2 separate regions of the Bicyclus anynana genome follow, and region 1 is linked to region 2. The links are chromatin contacts, called in public Hi-C maps. All regions are on one chromosome and are shown on one strand. Each heading gives the region's core, a stretch centred on a gene start, on an enhancer-like site or on the middle of the called end of the contact. The rest is flanking DNA. Distances are from core to core; before and after follow the strand shown.

The links. A called contact is a pair of places that touch in the nucleus more often than the background predicts.
Region 1: a Hi-C map of whole larva shows a contact between it and region 2, with 3 times the contacts expected there. The contact joins the promoter of LOC112052645 here to the enhancer-like site in region 2. A contact is called at or near these places in 2 of 2 Hi-C or Micro-C datasets (whole body and whole larva).

Annotation. Positions count from the first base shown.
Region 1 is chr12:1,256,503-1,262,115 of ilBicAnyn1.1, reverse strand. It overlaps LOC112052645 (heat shock 70 kDa protein cognate 4), which reads right to left and starts at 2,790. Exons shown (of 3, transcript XM_024091819.2): 1 at 2,632-2,790; 2 at 839-1,043; 3 at 1-79. The coding sequence starts at 1,043.
Region 2 is chr12:1,216,598-1,222,701 of ilBicAnyn1.1, reverse strand. It overlaps LOC112052636 (V-type proton ATPase 116 kDa subunit a 1), which reads left to right. Exons shown (of 19, transcript XM_052884878.1): 6 at 4,113-4,239; 7 at 5,405-5,581. Among protein-coding and RNA genes, the nearest start is that of LOC112052638, 18 kb to the right of the region's middle. Within about 2 kb of position 2,936, at least 2 of the 8 cell types and tissues checked have open chromatin away from gene starts, as enhancers often do.

The DNA of each region.
Region 1 (5,613 bases), core at 1,541-4,040, 40 kb before region 2:
ACCACTTCAAATGGCCAATGTTTCATGTCAGCTTGCACGGTGGTGTCCTCAAACTTGCGGCCAATGAGTCGTTTGGCATCTGTAACAAGTAGACACTAAGGTTACTTACTGCAATTGCAAACCACATAAATGTTTAAATATTACTAAAGTGTTCTCAGATTATTGATCTCATTCACTTTGTTCAGAGACTCTAGTCTAGTATATTGGTTATCATCATAAAGGATCTATTTGTATAGAATAGTTGCAACATAACCGGTAATGAGATATTAATTACTAATGTGAGTAGACACGTCAATGCCACCACACACACAGACTTGTAAAAAATCCAAGCAATGACTCATTATACCTTGCAACACCATTTAAAGTCAAGGAAGTCTGATTATCTTTAAACCATACATGGCCAATTAATTATATTTTAACCTCTGTGTAAGTTTCAAGAAAATAGCAGGGTGAACATGGAAAATTCAAATCATTCAACAAATTATGTACTTGTTACCTATGTATGAATACAAAATATAAGGAAACATTACAGGCAAAACAAAAATAAAATATGACTCAAAGTGATAAGTTAACTTGATAACAACTTGACATTTACACTATTATCTAAGATTGACCAGGCACAAGTCAGCTATCTTTATCTTGTGAGGGAAAGTGGCATTTGTGAAGAGAATAACAATTATTGGTCAACATTGGTCTATTTTTAATCTGAAGAAATGATTTGGGTGCACATCTTGGGGCATACTGATGAATATTGCTTTCACAAATGAAGAAATTAGCCTGCTGCTTGTCTTATCCTATGGCTGTAAAAAAAAAGAAAGTGTCCAATATGAAGACTCACCGAAAATTGTGTTGTTGGGGTTCATTGCCACCTGGTTCTTGGCAGCATCGCCGATGAGACGCTCTGTGTCTGTGAACGCGACATATGAGGGTGTGGTCCTGTTGCCCTGGTCGTTGGCGATGATCTCCACCTTCCCATGCTGGAACACTCCCACGCAGGAGTAGGTGGTTCCCAGGTCAATACCTACCGCAGGTGCTTTAGCCATCTGGAACAATAAATTTTGAATGAGCTAAATAAGACCTATGCAATGTGGTAGCGAGTGAGAACTTGTAAATAAGATTATATGAAGTATAGTATGAAGTGCGTGCCACTGCATACCAGTGGCACGCACTTCATACATGCATTAAAGCACTGCATACCCTAACTAACTAAAAAATTATTTGGTAATGCTTATCCAATACACATTTTCCCAGTTTCATTACATTGACTTACTAGTGCATACCCTGATCTACAACCTTATGCACGCCCCAGCAGTGCACACCTATTATAATATTTACAAGCTGGTTTTGAGAAGGCCTTTGTAAAGTACCTTGATTTTTCACCTTCTGTTAACCATAATCCTATACAATACATTATTACATAATACGTACAGAGTACAGTGGTATCAATGCTAACAGCTGTTTTTTTTCGTAAAAACTTTCGAATAAATCAGTCGCGTGGGCGAGCAAGCTATTTTCAGTCCAGAAGTATTCAGTAATAGAAATAATGACGCTTCTTACTTAACTCAAGGTGTTGACTATTTTAATGTTTTATGTAAATTGATATTAAGATTAGAAACGTCCTTAGTAACTACTACCTACACAAACAAATACTACAAAATGGAAAATTATTATTAATTTCTCAAATCTCAATACAGGTGTTACTAATGAGTCACGCGTCAATGATATCCCCCCTATTTACACTCATCACAAGTGTGAACAATTTATAATATATATTACATAGAAGTACAAGCGCTCTTAATATATCAGAGAATCTTAAAGCGGCCTAACCTATGATAAAGGTTTTTTGTTGCATTCTATTCTGAAGTAGCTTCGAGTAAAAACCGAAGTATGTACCTGCCTCGATACAGTCAAATATTAAAAATTATAGACAGACTAAGATATTAGAATAAGCCGTCTAATAGCGTAAGCGGTAAATGCGTTTTTTTAGAACAATCAACGCGGCGATAGGGTGCGGCAAAGCATCCTCGAACAACGGAAATATGCCCAAATTACGACATTTTGAAGATATTTTCAACCATTATTGAGTTTAGCACAGCGTATCTATAGATTTGAGGTCGATGCTTGCAGTTGTAAGTATATTCAGCCTGATATTACTGATAGCAAACTATCAAAGCAAAGTGCTGTCATGCGGTTAACGCATGGACGCCATAACGCATTATCGATCGGTGGAACTTTCCCGAACGATGAAGAACAATGCGCGTTTATAGGGAAACCTGTGATAATAGGAAAGCGACAACGTTGATAGTTATATCGTAAATCGTCATGGTTCTAAAATAAAATGGGTGCAACCACGTGCGACAATTGCATGGTCAAGTTTTTTACTACTCAGAAGTCTGTAATGGGCGTCAGATGATAGTTATTGTACAGAATAGCAATTTCAATACGCGGTTCAAGGTGTTAATGACTTCGGAAAAAGAATGAGTCATCAGAAAAGTACAAGGAACTCAAGGAAGTACCGCATCATAGACGCCCAACTGTTTAACAAAGAGGAATCCACACGATAATTACAAATAAAAGTAGTTATAATGAGATAGAAGTTACTAAACTTAAAACCTAAAAATGAATACTCACTGTTTTATCTTAATGTAGAACTTCAGTAGACTTAAATAGTACACTCAGCAAAGGTGCGCGATCGCGGCCTCTTATTACGACAGTTTTCAATAAAATGGTAGATTAAATTGGCGGCTGACGCATTTGAAGCAATATAAAGGCAAGCGCGTAATTGGTAGACGTCACTCGCGTTTTCTGGAATATTCTTTGACGTCAGCCAATAGAAATGAAGTTTTTCTCCCGCGCTTAAAGCTTATTGGTGGAAAAATTTAATTCCAGAGAGCAACGCTCTCGAACTTTGCCGAAATGTCACGATTGTTCGAACTGTCAGCTGCTAGGGCTGTTTATGTATCGATATAAATCATGTCGATTACATTTTTTTTAAATCAAAGTTCTAGCGACTGAAGCAATCTAGCATAAGTTTATGTTATTTATATGTATTTAGTCAGGAAGTGTAAAAACTATATATTCATAAATCTATAATGGAGTTAAAGATAAAATTGTGCACGTGTGTGCTCAGTTTTGTAACCTATTTGGATCACTTTTTGCGGTGATGTTGTAGGGACGTAACCGATCCATAGTATAAAATTATCTTTGTAGAATGGACGTTGAAAGGGAGAGCTAAAAAAGTATACTTCAATAATTGTGTGGTCCAAGGCACTCTCTGGTTTTTTTTTTTTTTGTAAACAGGACTATAAGTTATTACCTTACAGGACTATAATTATAAATATATTGTTACGAAATAGAGTTCGAGGATTTGGAATTAAACACCTGGTGACTCGTTTGAGACTTTATTCCACTCCTTAATCGAAGTATATATACACACTTTCAACCGTAGGCAATTCGTTGTCCAAAATCGTAGCCAAGTTCACTATTGCTGAACTCGGTTACGTCACTTGTGTCGCTAGTAACACTTGATGTTATTTCGTTTCGCTCTGAAAGACAACTGCCCTGAGCGACGAATGGGTCTTCCACGGTAACCCTCACGGCTCACGGGGTAATAGTGATCGGGGCGTTGGCCTCTCTCTGTGATGCTCGACGCCGCCTGCAACGACAGGCGGGGCGCTGGGTAGGACCCGTTTAGGTCCGTGGTGTCAACAATGGGTTCATCAGATCCGGTGCTATCTTGCTGCATCGCGATCGAGCTCGCAGATATCGCGGGCGGTCTGCGGAACTGTGACAGAGTGGTAAATCCTCGTGGTGCTTCACCCACTGCTCAGCGAGGTCGAGCTCGCCGGAGAAACTCCGTCGATGGTATGGCGCGATACCTCGCAAGTGCTGGGATCGCGCTCCGTCATCAACATTGAGATGCTCAGGCGGCGAATGTGGTCATCCAGGCTCTCTATGTTCAGATCTCTGGAGATGGCCTGGTTTCGTATGTAGTTAGTAGTAGTAGGTTAGTTAGTTAGTTAGTAGTAGGTTAGTGACTGCTGCGCTCGTAGCGATTTGCGGCCCGACTCGCAGACCAGCGCGTACCACGCTGGGGCCGCGTATGTAAGGCGCGTGCGGATGTATACTTTGTAGATGCCCAGCTTCGCACGGAGAGGCAGATGAGACGCTAGCACAGGGCGCAAGAGGCTCCGTGCGGCACGCGTCTGCGTGACCACATTTTTCACGTGGTGTCGCATGGAGAGATTCCTGTCTATGGTCACTCCGAGGTATTTAGCCGTCGGGGACCATTCGACAGCCTCATCCATTAGTGACACCGGGGGCGGTAGGTGGGATCGCCCTATGTAGATCGCCTGGGTTTTCGCCACGTTAAAAGCCTGAGCACCGCGCCGGTCGCGTATTTATATCCATTACAATGATTCTATACTATTCTGGTAACGCCTACAAGCGTGTTATTTGTTCCACATAATTCGACAAAAAAAAAACAATAACAAAACAGAACGCGATATAAACAACTCCAATGGTAAATAACCCGATATGAGCGAGCGATTATGAACCCTAAGTCTCTAGGCTTCTCCGTGACAAGCCTAGAGACTTAGGGTTCATAATCACTAGACAATAATGTATTCAGTGAAACGTATAATTTCCTCCTTTTTAATTTTGCTACCAGCTATATGAAATAACATTTATCGATAGTAGTAGCACATCACTCTTAGTCGGACATAGACAATATTTAGATACAGTAAACCATAAACAGCTGTAGTACAGATAATAATCGAACATGTCACGCATATGAATTAAACTAATTAACCCTTGACTTGACTACGTGGAGGGAGATTTTGAATTTTTGACTACAATCTGATTGTAAGTGATGATGCAATCTATTATGGTTAGTGTTTAGTGGGCTAACTTTTTATGAGTAATCGTAGGGTGAAAATCCGGTTTCTACACGACATCGTACCAGATTGATAAATCGCTTAGCGGTACGTCGGCCGGTAGGGTTGTGACTAGCCACCGCCGAAGACTCCCACCAGCGATTTTCAATTGCGTCCATAATGTGCCACCACTATTGCTCAACACATTATTATGAAATCATAAATTATTAACACTGAAATTACAAAAATACATATTCTTGTTAATTTCATTATTTTTTTGTAACTTTTTTTCCAGCTTTTATCAGCGCGTAATCGTAGATAGGTACCTACTATCACTAACATTCACTGTAGGTGCAAAAATGCTTTGCCTGCCCAGGATTCATGACGTATCTGTATTGGAGAAGGAATTTTCCATTTTTTACAATTTGTGCGTATAATGCTTAGCCTAGTCAAAAGCTTTGTGCACGCCATTAAGTCAGTAGCGTGCGGTTCATAGATGCAAAAATGTACTGCTTACCCATAAGTGGCATGAATTTTGAATAGAATTTTCCATTTTGTACGAATCCCAGGTATAGTGCATACATTAGGTAAATATCTTATGCACGCCACTACATTAGGTACCTACCTACTTCACTAATCTGTGGTAGAGGTTTCTGTGGGTATCATGATTTGAACATAGTATTTGTTAGAAAGCTGATTTCTGAAGGTTCTTACCAATGCAGTGTCAATGCACTATAAA
Region 2 (6,104 bases), core at 1,687-4,186:
GGAGACCTTAAGGTAGATAGTGGTTCACGCCTATGTATGTGCATTACCTGAACTGACTCTGAGACAAGGGGCTGTGATGACAGCAACTTCTCCACTAAGCTGAGAATTTTCAATGAAAATTTCCTGAATAAATAAAAGCTCAGTACTTCACAGTCTGAACAAGGAGTCGAACATCGTGACCTGAAGCAACTAAGCTAAGATAACCACTTGACCAATGAAATAAACCCTTCGATACCGCCTAGATGGCACTCTCTCGTCCCCCAGGCCCATTCGAACGGGAGTCCCTCAGGGCTCCGTACTCTCCCCACATTTATATTCACTCTTTACGAGTGAATACACCGCACAGTTTGTGACACACCCTTACTGTAGATTTATAATAGCCCGCTTCCAGAAAACGGTAACACACTTCGTAAATTGGTTTCGCAAATGGGGTAAACTCAGAGAATAATGCAGCACTGCTCTTCTCAAGGAACCTTGCGCGGCATTCTTTCGATTTAGAAGAGACCTCCTTACACGGATTACCCATTCCCTGGCAACGCACTGCCAAATACCTAGGTGTGACCTTTGATACCCGCACGAGCTTCGCGACTCACATACATAAAGCCAGAAAAAGAGCAGTTTATGTGATGATTCGTCTCTACCATACGATATGCGCTAAAAGCAAACTATCCCTCCGCTCCAAGGTCACTCAATAAGACTAGCATCCTTCCAATAATGACCTACGCTAGTGTAGTGTTTGCCCACCGCCCAAATGCGACCTAAAACTTCCACTTCCTTCAGAACCGATTAATGCGTCGGACCACAGGCGCTCCGTGATTTGTACGCAATAACGACTTACATAGAGACCTAGATCTCCCCATAATACCTCGGTATATGAAACAGCTGTCGATAACTTATTTTGAGAGAACCGCCACCCACCTCAACTAACTAGTTGAGGCTTGCATATACACCCCCGATTCTAACGCCAATTGTAGATCTAGACCCCCAAAAAACGTCCTTTACGACCCTGACGATGACATAACGAACGACAATGCTTCCCAGGCAACACAAACAATTTTATCTTTGGTCCCCGATATCGGACCCTAACGATGGGCTTTTTAACTCATCCTTCCCGAACGGCCCTCTATCTAAGCCGAGGTCCGAGTCTCAGGAGACGCTCTTAGAGTGTCGGTCCGTCCATGCTTCTGTGCCTTCGGGCCCCATCAGGCGATGCTTCTGCGCTTGCCCAAATCCCCCGGTGACGCCGCTGAGTTCCCATTATGGAGCCTACGGCACTTACACAGACAGAGGAAAAAAAAATAATGAAATCGTGTTTTGCAGTTGAGTAATATATTATGTACAAAATGCTAAAGAGTTAGTTAAGTACACTCTTACCGGGATATGTGACATAGGGAGAGATAACTGCTCAGTACTCTGAACTAGTATCACGAAAAGATGATTAGTTACAGTGTTACCAGACAATAAATTTTAATTACCACATGACTCGGTAATATATTTTTATCTTAATTAGTTTTAACGAAGCAACTACATTTAATATTTATTTTCCTAAAATGCGGCACGAATTATTATGATGTGAAGAATGACGTTCAGATGTTCAATTTTTATTTCTCTAAAACAAAAGCATTATAAAAATTAAATGAGTATATATTAATTAATTTGAAGTCGTGGATAAATATAATGAAAGAATTAATTTATGATGAAGGTCTTTACTGCTATCTAATGGTCTATACAATTTATATCTTATTTGTTTAGACAAAGAATATGACCATATTAAACCTTTTATATTCAAAGGAATCCATTATTCAAGGAATACTTACATTTTTTTTTACTAGCGGTTATGTATATCACAAGGCTATTGTGAACATGGTTTCACAGTGTTTTGTCTATAGACAAAATTATTATTGTTTACGTAACCATACATTGCATGCACCAATCGTTAGGTACCAAAATTATCTTCATTTACATAAATTTTGTACAAGGCAGAGGTGCTTGTCACGCATAATACTTACTTGTCAACCAACTTCCAAAAAAAGAGGAGGTATTATTTGAATAATACATTTCAAAGACTGTTAATACAATAATATATTAACTATGAGTTGAATTATTTAGAAGCAAATAGTAATAATAACTATATATTTGTATAATCTACTAAGCCTAAAAGATCGATGAACGTAATCTTTGTTAATCTGTTAAGCGTAAAATGTAGTAAGATAATAAACGTATTATCAATCGGGGTTAATAACAAATCGGCTCAATTTAAAATCATATTTTGTGAATTTATATTGAATTGAATTACACAAAGATTGGTTTAATTCAACCAGTTTTCAAAACAAGGACGCTTTGGCGTAATTGGGAAACCATTTTCAGACGAAGTGTTATAAAAATAAGTTTCAAAGCATCTGTAAAGTAAACCTTAGTTACATGAAATAAAGCGCAATTTACTTTATGTGTATACTTACTTCCTTCGGCGCTACAACCCTTTGTGGATCTTGGCCTCCTCAACCACTTTTCTCCATGCATTTATTTTCTTCACATTTACCACATTCCTATTTTTTTCATCATTTGCAAGTTTTTCATACAATCTAGCCATCTTTTTTAGTTCTTTCTTTCAATTGTTTTACCTGTGGTCTCCATTATCTCATAACTTTAGGCCCTCTCTAGTATTTGGGATCCTCACTACGTGCGTTAGCTAGTGAAGACTTTGGGCTTTACAATGTCTCACTACTGTTTAGCCTTTTACAACATTTTCCAATTCGTAGTTAACTCTGCGGCCATTTGTATATAGTGTGTAGTGTATACTTGCTGTGTATAGTATTTTTAAAATGCTCTATAACAGAATTAAAACCATTATAAAGCTATGTAGGACAAGATACATATGGCGACAATTTCATACAGGTTTATCGCGTCCGTAATCAGACGGGCCATATCAATGTCTCCCACATGCAGTTTGTAAATACTCAGTCCCATGTTTACTCTACTGTGTCGTTGGAATGACGTATATTTGCACTGTTGAATAGATGCAAGCGTTACTCTGTGTTGGTGTATTATGATCAATTTATTCTGATATTCTTCAAAAGACAACGAAAGATTAATACTACTGCCACTCAGATCATGCCAAACGTCACGAAAGAAATCAAAAAACAATATAAAACTACATTTAAATTATTTATTGTTTTTTTTTATGTTGAAAATCAGCCTGTTACTGAAACTTACTTTGAAATGAAAAAGATGATTGCTTCCTATAGATGATCCTATTTGAAATATTGACTAAAATACAAGACAAAACTAACGTAATAAGAAATCACAATACTTCTCTATAAATCAAAGAGATTTCGTTGTGACGATCGACAGACCTTATAGAGCATCGTGACTAACATTCTTTCACTGATACTTGCGATTATTTACAAACTGCATTTTGTAAAATATTACATTTTTTTTAAATATGGCATAAATGAAACTTTAAACCTCGTGAAACTGATAATAATTATTATTGTTTCATTGTATTTATTGTATTGATGTATCTAAAAAGAATTTATACATTTACATTAGTTGATTTTAATCGTAAATGTAATTCAATGCTATTAGCATTCGGCAAAGTTCTGTTTCATTTATGCACAGTTTATTTTTATTTATCTTATGTAAATTCTGTATGCAGTTGACACATTTTGATTTAAAAACACATACAATCAAATGAACTGATTTTGGTTAGTCAAAATGTATCAACAAAATTATAAAAATAAGTATTCATTGACAAATTCAAACATTACATTATTTTTTCGTTCTGAAAACACTGGCTACTCCTAAGATTTTTTAAGATTAAATCTGTAGCCTGTTTATTACCATATACAATTATACATATTATTCATTTTGGGGGTTAATTTATTAGTTAAATGTAGCTACTAATACATATAATTAGCGAGACTGTTATATGTGGAACAACTTTTAGTCTTTTTTGTATTCCATTGTGTAAAAGGTCTCTTTTGCATTTATGATTATTTAAATTACCGTGGATATACAAAAGGAACAAAAGTGGTTCCAAAGGGCCCCCTAGTCAAGGTCCTACCTTCGGTGAACCAGTGTAAAGTTCGTTTTAAATAATATTTCCCTCACAGTTTCGTTGCTGGTGTAATTCTACGAGAGCGTATCCCGGCCTTTGAGCGGATGTTGTGGCGTGCTTGTCGGGGAAACGTTTTCCTGAGGCAGGCTGAAATTGATACACCTTTAGAAGATCCGTCGTCGGTAAGTAATACTTATAATTTGTATATTAATTTCCTAATAAAATGGTCTTGTTTAAAAATATAGCCAAGTAACATCAAAGTTTAGTAAAATCAAAAGCTTTTTTAGTAAAAGAGTATAAACTGAAAAACAATTATCTAGTAATAAAAAAAATCATTAGATTGTTGATCAGTCATTAGTAATTCGTTGCCCATTATCTGATCTACGTGATGGGATGGGCTAGCCCTGAACTGTGCCTACAGAAAAGTTTTAAACGTCCGAAGGCCAAATAACAACAGTAAATAGTACCGCTAAATATAAACGCGATTGTGTACCGCCACCGCTGTTTGGTTTCTATCCATTCCGTGTCAAATGCTTCCATACTTTGAATATAAAGAATACAGATACTCAGACAATAAAATGCACCATTGTTATAATATTTGTTATGTAAAAACAATTTCAAACAAACGACCACTAAATGCAAAAATATAAGCAAGTGTGTTCCGCAAACAATGGTGAATTGAACGGCGAAAATATCACATCCTTTTCAATTCTGTTTTGCTAACAGTAAGCTTTACTAAAAGTGAACAGTAAGATTAGATTGGATGCTTTCATTTGTTTGATGATTTGGTTTTGTTATAATTTTTTGGATACATTGAAACATGCTTGAAATTTAGCTGCCTTGTAGAAAATTTAGAGTTAAGCAGAATTTAGAATGTCGATTTTCTAGAGGGCAAGTAATATCTCCATCAGGAATCCATAACAGGCTCGTTACTTATTAGAATGAGAAGGATTGTAGGGGTTATAATAGAATAGAATGTATATTTATTTTTCCACGTAACATACGAATACATTGTTCAATAACAAAAGTTCTGAAGAATTAAAGCTGCATGACATACGATGCAATCTGCGAAGTCGTGTTTTACGACTACACCGTCGCTTCGAACGTGAGATCTATAACTACAGATGAGTAGCGAACGAATGTAAATATCATAAAGAATTCTAAGCCGTACAGTTTTCTCACTATGTTTTCGTTCACTTTTAAAGCAAGTGTTATCTAATGGGTTTAAAGGGTAATTCCTCAAAATCCCTTCCGTATAAATTTCTAGTATCAACATTTAGGCCATTCCTGGTTTGTAGACACAATACAGTACAGCGTTTCTAATTTATCTATTATTCCTGCCCACAGTCGGACCAGGTGTACAAATCCGTGTTCATCATCTTCTTCCAAGGAGACCAGTTGAAGACCCGTGTGAAGAAAATATGCGAGGGTTTCAGAGCGACCCTCTACCCTTGTCCCGAGGCCCCCGCAGACAGGAGGGAGATGGCCATGGGCGTTATGACCAGGATCGAGGACTTGAACACGGTAAGTTTGAACCTTTGTCATCACATCAGCCACTATCACTCCTGTAAAACTTTAATAAGCTTTACATGGAGCATGGGATTGTATAAAGTAGTAGAAGTAGAAAATGCTAATTTTCTTTATCTTTGAATGTTAAATCATATGTAACAGAAAAACAGAAGCCGGACAAGAATTCCTATTAGTTGTTTAGAGCAAAAACATCAATGCTAGATTGTCAACTGTACTTATGAGTCTACGTAACAATTTCTTTACAATTTGCAAGAAGGACCTCTAGCAAGTATTAGGTATAGGTTTCCATACTTTTAAGTAGAAAATGAACTCAAAAAGTTTCTCGAAAAAGCTAAAAGGATTGGAAAATCAATGTAGATACGATATGTGCTAATCGAATTTGGCATATTCTTTACGTAGAGATTTTTTTGCTTTTGGTTAGAGTATGATGACTTTGTATGACATTGACATAATGGGCTAGTATACACTACTAGTAGGAAAACGGAGGCTATTAATAATAATTGTATAATAAGTATTT